Linked DNA regions of Mus musculus: region 2 is linked to region 1. Evidence: chromatin contacts called from public HiChIP or PLAC-seq data. All regions are on one chromosome and are shown on one strand. The core of a region is the stretch at or near the end of the contact, and the rest is flanking DNA. Distances in the headings are between cores, read along the strand shown. Region 1 overlaps Pvt1 (Pvt1 oncogene). Region 2 has its middle 43 kb from the start of 4930449C09Rik.

Region 1 (3,813 bases), core at 981-3,480:
GCTTGGCAGCACTGCAGACAGTGTGAAGTGTTTTCTACGTGCTGTGCTGTCTACATTCCTGGGAAAACCAGGACATTTGGGGGGGGGGGCGGGAAGTGGGTGGAAATGGATCAATTAGCATAGAGTCTTTGCTTGAACTTTACCCTGGCTTTATGGAGCTTGGAGACACAGGGAAGGTTGCATTCCTCTCCGTGGAGCTGCTTAATTCATCCCCACTCTCTCAGGTCGTGCTTTTGGCTCATTCCGGCTACTTAGCTCAGTGATATTTGCTTCCAGACCGGATGGGCGACGGGAGCTGTCAACAGAAAGGTGTATTAGCTTTCGACCTGAGCCAGGTGAGCACCTCCATGGTTGCTCAACACTCGGGCCATCCAAATTTAACAGTTTGCTAGCAAGCTAGCATGTTTCTGCTGCAGGCTTGCCTCTCCTTTGTGACCATACTGTAATGGCAGCAAGTGCAAGGTGTACTCCATACAGATCAAATAGCTGAGTTAGGGACTGGAGGTTTACTTCAATTCTAAGTTTAGTATACACAGAGTCTGGGGGTTTAATCTGTAGCACCCAAACTTAACAGCAGTGACAAAAGCAGAATATACCAAACCAACAAGAACAATAGCAACAAACCAAAGCCAAAACCAACCAAAGGAAAGTCACACAAAGGAGACAAAAAAGTAAATCTAAGTTCAAATCCCAACCTGGAAATTTAGTTCTGTTACTTTTTTTAAAAAGTAGTTTTATGGATCCTCCTTTGTCTATCTGCCAAGCAGTGTGTCTAGTTGGCTGCAGGAATGGCCCCAATGATTAGCTATCCCCGTTATCTTCTGCAGATTCCAATCATACACCTGGACTTCTCTCGCTGACCTGTTAGCAGACATTTTGCCAGACGAGCGTTGAGAAAGAACTTCCAATTCTCCTGTCTCCCATCACCCAAAACGAGCTGCATCTGGGATGACTCTTTGGTTCTAAAAGTGTGATCAATGAAGCAGAATACAGCCAGGGCACTCTATCTCAGTGCCTAGATCAGACCTCTGAGCAAACCTAGTGAAAGTCCATCCAAGCTGTCTGCCTGACTGCCTTGATGTGTGGACACCAACCTAGTGTTTATGCCCTGAAGGTTTGGTTGTTAGAATGGTTTCAGTGATCTATATAATGGGGATATCAGTGATAACTCTTGAACTTTACAAGGACAGGAGCTAAATAGCATCACACGAATTACCTGGCCCATTAAAGTCCTATAAGGGAGAGGTGGTGGACACCCAGCATATCTGTCTGGCACTTCACCCACTCACTATATCTAGGGTATCTGTAGTCACCATTACAACACCTGCAACATTCGCCACCTGCAAGCCCATACTGGTAGAGATGCCATTTGCTGGACAGAGATCATGAAAAATAGCAAGGAGATGTTGAGAAACTAGGCTCTCATTTGCTGTACGAAGCTGAAGGGTCTCTTGAGTCTTATGTGATCCACTGATTAATTGGGTCTCCATATGAAAGCATGCTCATTATATTGTTCAGGAGTACACAGTCTGCTGCAGGCATCTGTTTGTGAATGCAGCATGGAGCTACAAAATTACTTGGGGTACCCGTCCTCCGCCCGCATACCTTATTCCATCTCATTTCACTCAGCCGGGAGGAATCGCTCTCCTGAGTCTTGAGGAGGAAAAACAGTAGCTCAGAGATGTTAAATGGGTGGCCAGAAGTGACAGCTAAGAATGTAGCAACATGAGCATTTAGGTCCTGTGCTACCTGACAGCAAAGCATAAATAGATTTTACTCAGGAAGAAATTCCACCTGGTGGATAGATGTCACTGCTGAATGTGTGACCAGGTTACCCATAATACCTTGTGTGATGGCCGAGACCTTGTGGGCTACTGGGTGCCACCGGGCACCTCTGAAATGCTTGGATAACCAACCTCAAATGCATTATGAGTTTACAGACCTTCGTCTGAGCATTAGAAAAGCATGCTGTCCCACACCCAAGGTACTCTGTGCTCTCATCTAAGGGAAGTCAAACAAAACTGTAAAGTATCTATGTGCCAGGATGAAGTACAAGAGCTGCTTCAAGGGTGGCATGGCCAGCCCACCCTCAAATGAGCAGAAGAGAAAAGCCCCCATCCCAGCCACCTGCTCCTAACTTCTTCCTCCTGCCTGCCAGCTCAGAGTAAGATGGGGAGATCGCCAAAGGCATTCTTAGGCTTCCGTTTTTGCTGGCACAGTGGCCAGGAAGAAACCCTGCTTGGCTGGCTGCCTTGGGCACCTGCCACCACCATCGTGTGTTTGTTTGACTGGTCATGGGGAGGAAGCAGAATGCTTCTGTTAGGCCTTGGGCATTTCAGATGCTAGAGACCAGATACTGGGACAGTCACATTCAGGGACTTTCTCTTCCCTTCCATGTGCCTCCTTCTCCCAGCTATGTGATAGGCAGATGATAGTTCTACCACTTGCTCACGTGACCCAAGGATGAAGGCAGGAGGCATGAGTGATGTACTCAGAACAGACACTGTGTTTCAGCCTTTCACTCCTAATGATGGAGCCCCCCCCCTACTTCCACCCCCACTCCTACCCAGGACACACTCAGCAATCTTATTCACATGTAGGATCTCACACAATCCCCATTTCCTTTTATTCAGGTCAGATCAGAAGGACTTCTTGGTCCTGGTGGCACACACCAGTCATTCCGATATCCAGGGAAGCTGAGGTGAAGAGACCAAGGCTCAAAACTAGCCTAGGGGACATAGTGAGACCATGTTTCCAAAACAGAATCATATCTTCTTATTCAGCTGAGGCCCTCTGATATCACTTTGTCTGCTTTTGTATAGACATTATGAGTTAGTTTTGTATCTCAGGCTGTCCTGGACTTGCTATGTGAACTTGCACTTATGCTGTACCTGTCTTTCCTTTCCAAGTGATAGGGGGTAGCCACCACATACGCTCTTCTATGGTACTTTTAGGCTTTCATTTTGTTTTGTTTTGTTTTAAAAGTGTGCTACCTAGGATTTCAGATATTCTAGGCAAGCACTCTGCCAATGAAGCTGCAACCACGGCCTTATGAATGATTGGAACACACCCAGAGTCTCATTGTAGCTCCCTTCCTGTCTCAACCAGGCAAAGAACTACTTAAGAGGTATATCTTAGACAGGAGGGTTTTATCCTTGATAGAACAACGTGGCGGTAATTAACGGTGTTGAGTGTCGACGGATGGCAAGCTTTTTACTCTGACATGGGCCTATGGCGTGAATGGCATATAGTCAATATCCCAGTTCACAGTCTGGGCAACCAAAGCTCAGTGCCTCACAAGAAGGCCCAGGGAAGGAAAGGAATGTCCGTCTCTGCCTTTAAATCCTAGCTTCTTCATTTCTGATTCTTTTGTTGAAAACAGTGTAGGAAACCTGAAATGACTCCTACACACATAGCCTGCACTCAAAGAGGCTCCGCCGGCCCATGTCTCCTGGGATCTCTCAAATCGCCCTTTGAAGCAGGACTCTATTGCCTCGGCTCACAGAGGTAGGGTGACCATCTTCAGTCTCACAGAGGTCCTACATCAAGCCGGGACTAGAGGATGAGCTCCAACCTTTTGGTCTCTCTCTGTGGGGTTTCCTATTCTGCCATCTGCCTCGTTCTGAGGACTTGATGTAGCAGGACAGGCTGTGGAGGGAAAGGAGCACCCACCCACTTGGGCTGGGTGGGCACGGGGAGCTGGCTGCCCTCTGCAGTTCAGTTCTAAGGTCTTGGAAGCTCCGTGGCCAACTTCTTTCCTATAGCCTCCTCCAGCTCTGGCTAGAACCTGGGGCTGCTGGACAGAGAAAGTCC
Region 2 (3,813 bases), core at 704-3,203, 1.5 Mb after region 1:
AGCCACCTCTGCACATACCACAAGTGTGGAAGGGGGATGTTTAGTTCTAGGTCCCATCAGTCTCTGCCACAACCCTGTTCTGTGGAAAGCGTGTAAAACTAATCAATACCCTAAGAGTCATGAGTTTCTTATACTCACCAGCTGTCCACACTGATAGCCCGTTCTTACTTTCCAATATCAGAACTGCCATCCCAAGGAACAGTTGGTCCGGGGAACGACATTACCAGTGCTACCAAGTGAGCAGGTCTTCACACCTCCATTAATATAATCAGGGGGGAAACCCACAGGTAGGAAGAGGCCCATCTTTCAGGTGACTCTAGATCGGATCAAATTGGCAACTGAGATTCACCATCACATAGTCTCAAGGGACTTTGGATCTCATCAAGGCCAGGAAAGTGGGGACACAACTTAAGCCAAATCAAAACCCGGAGAAGAGCTAAATACCGCCCCCTCCCCCCCCCCCCTGCAAGCCACCCACTCAGAAGTGCGGAGAAAAGAGAGTGCTTGATAAGGCACTGCACGGTGATTGTGCTGTAACAGAATATTTCAGGCTTCAACTAGCATCCTCCAAGATCTATGTGCGCCCGTCTCCTGCCCCCACCACACTCATATGCCTCGGTCCTTTTCCCAGGACTCCAGAATGTGAGTGTCTCTAGAGAAGATCTTTAACAAGGTAACTAAACTAAAAGTCAATCAGTAGGATGCTCCTCAATCTATTATACCAAGTGCTATCATTAAAAAGTCATTCAAGACATACCCAGAGGGAGGACAGGGGGTTATTTGTAAGCCAGAGACAGGCTACGTATAAAAAGGTGACAAAGGGACTAAACAAGAGGCTCAGTGGTCAAGAAGAATCTCTGTTCTTGCAGAGTGTTAGGGTTGGGTTCCCAGGACCTGTGTCAGTCAGCTGGTAACCAACGGTTAACTTCAGTTCCAGAGGTTCTGGTGCCCTCTCCTGGCCAGTACGGGCACCTGCAGGCACATAGTGCATATACAGATGAGCAGGCATATACATACAAATAAATACAGACATTATATATATGCAAAAACAGTGACGGCAAAAGCCTTGCCAATACCTTGGTCTTGGATTTCTAGTCTGCAGAATTAGAAATGTCAGTTGCCTAAGCCACGTGGGATGTGATGCTTTATTATACACCAGCCTTAACAAACAATTAAATTCATGTGTCCACCTCTTAGCCATCCTGGGTGCTTACCTATCCAGGACCTAAAGGCAGAGGAAAGAGGGAACAGATGGTTGTGAAGTACCTGGATTGGGATTCTGCTGGCAATACACCTTACTGAACACTCAGCACAATCACACAGGACAAATTGCCTTATGGTTCACACTATGTGCAGGGGAAGAAAGGGGATTCAGAGAGACAAGGGGAGAGGCAGGTTGGAAAGGCCAGACCATTCTTCATAAGCCCCACCTTTCTAAGCCACCCTCAACTTTGGCCATTGGGCTTACACAGGGGGAAAGAATCAGAATGTAGACCAGACCGTCTGTAGGTGCCATGGAAAATATTTTCTAAGCATGCTACTTCTCAGTGGCATGGAAGTTACTGTAACAACCACGATACTGTTCCTGAACAAAAAGAACGTAAGAAAAACTGTTGGGAATTAAACTGCAGACTAAATAACCACATTCTTAACCTTTTTAAAGCCAAACAGCCTACAACGATATCAAATTCTACTCGTGTTTCTACATTTTTCCACCCAAGTTGGCTTTGTAAGTTGTTGGTTTTATCAAAATTGAGTCAGGGTGTGTTCAATACAATGTTGAATTCATTGGGGAGGTGGGGGGAGGAAAAAAAAAAAAAAGCAAAAGAAAGCCCTTGCTTCTTCAATACCGGGAGCTTACAAAGACACATAAACCATGAGGAATTCCAAGGACTTAACTCAGAAGCCGCTCTGCAAATACATGGCTTGAACAAAGGGCCAATGTTCCTTTCAGAAAAGAGTGCGGGGCTGGTTTCCGGCATTTTCTTTAAGTCATTAGGACCGTGCCAACAAACAAACATATACTGGTCCCCAGAGAAAGACTTTCATTCATCGGAGCTTACAAGAGTTTGATTATTGGGACAGGGGTGCTCCAGGGCACGTGCCTCGCCAGCCTGCCCCCAAATGTACAGATTTGCTTAAAGGGTTTTATTGATGGTGGCTACAGACAGATAGAGCCTGTGGGGGAGCTGACAGCCCCTGGACACTAACGGATTAGTGTCATCCAAACCAACACACTGTCCTATCAGAGACAGCTGAAGGCTCGGCCTTGTTCCTCAGGAATCTGTTTCTGTAAACATGCAAAAATATAGAACAGCACACTTGTGTTTAGTAGGCTTGAGATTCCCTTTACTAGGACAGTCAAAGGGTTCTGAAGATTTGGAATGAAATGTCACTGGGTGATTTTAGATGATGTAATGTTTGGATCTTTACCCGGATACATGTTTCAGCTTTTAACAAACATGAAAATGAACAGTGTCCCGAAAACACTGGGGCATTCGATGAAGGATGAAGCCCTTTCCAAACTCCAGCTATCCACACATCATCTTAGGTGGCTTTGATAACCTCTTGGCTATAGACCCTCCATCTTTATGTCAACAGTAAAAATAGCATAAATGTACAACAGCACAGAATAGCATTGTATATGGTTCATTGGAAGTGCACCAGGCATGAGTCGTGTTAACACAGTGGTTCTCAACCTTCCTAATGCTGTGACCTTTTAATACAGTTCCTCATGTCCTTATGTTGTGGTGACCCCCACCCCAACCATTTTCATTGCTACTTCACAACAGTAATTTTGCTAATGTTATGAACTGTAATGTAAATATCTAATATGTAGGTTGTCTGATATGTGACCCCTGTGGGGGTTGTAACCCATAGGTTGAGAATTGCTGTGCTATTTGAATGTAAGATACCGTCATTACTTGGGCCTTCACTGGTCTGGAGAGGTGATGAAGCCTTTAGAATATAGGCCCTAGCTAATAGATGTAGACTGTAGAAGGCAGGCCTTTAGAGTTATAGCCCAAACCTGGTTTCCGCCTGAGGTCTTAGCATCCCAGTCAGTGGCATAGGACAAGCTGTTACTATAAGTTCTTCCACCACGAACCAACCCATGCCAGTAACTGCTTTCTCCACCACCATCAGTAGGCAAAGAGATGCTAAGCTATGGTTGAAAAATCAGCATTTTGTAAGTAGAAACATGCCCGGGCAAATGTTTTTTCCTGAAGCCAGTGGGATAGGTTTCAAAGAAGTATTTGAATTGAAATGGGAGGACATAAGAGATGATAAAATTCACATGGAGTAGAGGGTGGCGAGAGTCCCCCGAGCACAAAGAAGAGGTCATCAGAAGATAGGGTTTAAGGGAATATGGGAGAAAGTGATTGATCTGTCTCCTCTGGGAAGCATGCCAATCACCACTCACACTTCTTCCAAGTACCCCAACTCCACCTCTATCAGAACACCAATTCCACAGTATTAGAGCATTCTCTTTGACTGCCCCACCTGGGGCTCCATCCCATCGACAGACACTAAACCCAGACACTATTGCCAATGCCAAGAAGTACTTGCTAACAGGAGCCTGATTTAGCTGTCTTCTGAGAGGCTCTTTGGAGCCTGGCAAATACAGAGGTGGATGCTTGCAGCCAACCATTGGACTAAGCATGGGGTCTCCAATGGAGGAGTTAGAGAAAGGACTGAAGGAACTGAAGGGGTTTTCAACCATAGGAAGAACAACAGTATCAACCAACCAGACCCCCAGAGCTCCCAGGAACTAAACCACCAAGCAAAGAGTACACATGGAGGGACCCATGGCTC

What was found. HiChIP or PLAC-seq counts read pairs in DNA pulled down with a chosen protein or histone mark.
Region 2: an H3K27ac HiChIP or PLAC-seq map of oligodendrocyte precursor cells shows a contact between it and region 1, with 29 times the contacts expected there. The contact joins two enhancer-like sites. A contact is called at or near these places in 1 of 484 Hi-C or Micro-C datasets (bone marrow-derived macrophages) and 3 of 115 datasets of contacts at active chromatin or transcription factors (embryonic stem cells, oligodendrocyte precursor cells and stem cell-derived neural progenitor cells).

Annotation. Positions count from the first base shown.
Region 1 is chr15:62,204,436-62,208,248 of GRCm38.p6, forward strand. The region is part of intron 2 of Pvt1 (Pvt1 oncogene); the gene reads left to right. Among named protein-coding and RNA genes, the nearest start is that of Pvt1, 170 kb to the left of the region's middle. Within about 2 kb of position 2,231, at least 23 of the 459 cell types and tissues checked have an H3K27ac peak or open chromatin away from gene starts, as enhancers often do. A contact at or near this core is called in oligodendrocyte precursor cells, where this site is marked.
Region 2 is chr15:63,673,663-63,677,475 of GRCm38.p6, forward strand. No RefSeq gene overlaps it. Among named protein-coding and RNA genes, the nearest start is that of 4930449C09Rik, 43 kb to the right of the region's middle. Within about 2 kb of position 1,954, at least 21 of the 459 cell types and tissues checked have an H3K27ac peak or open chromatin away from gene starts, as enhancers often do. A contact at or near this core is called in oligodendrocyte precursor cells, where this site is marked.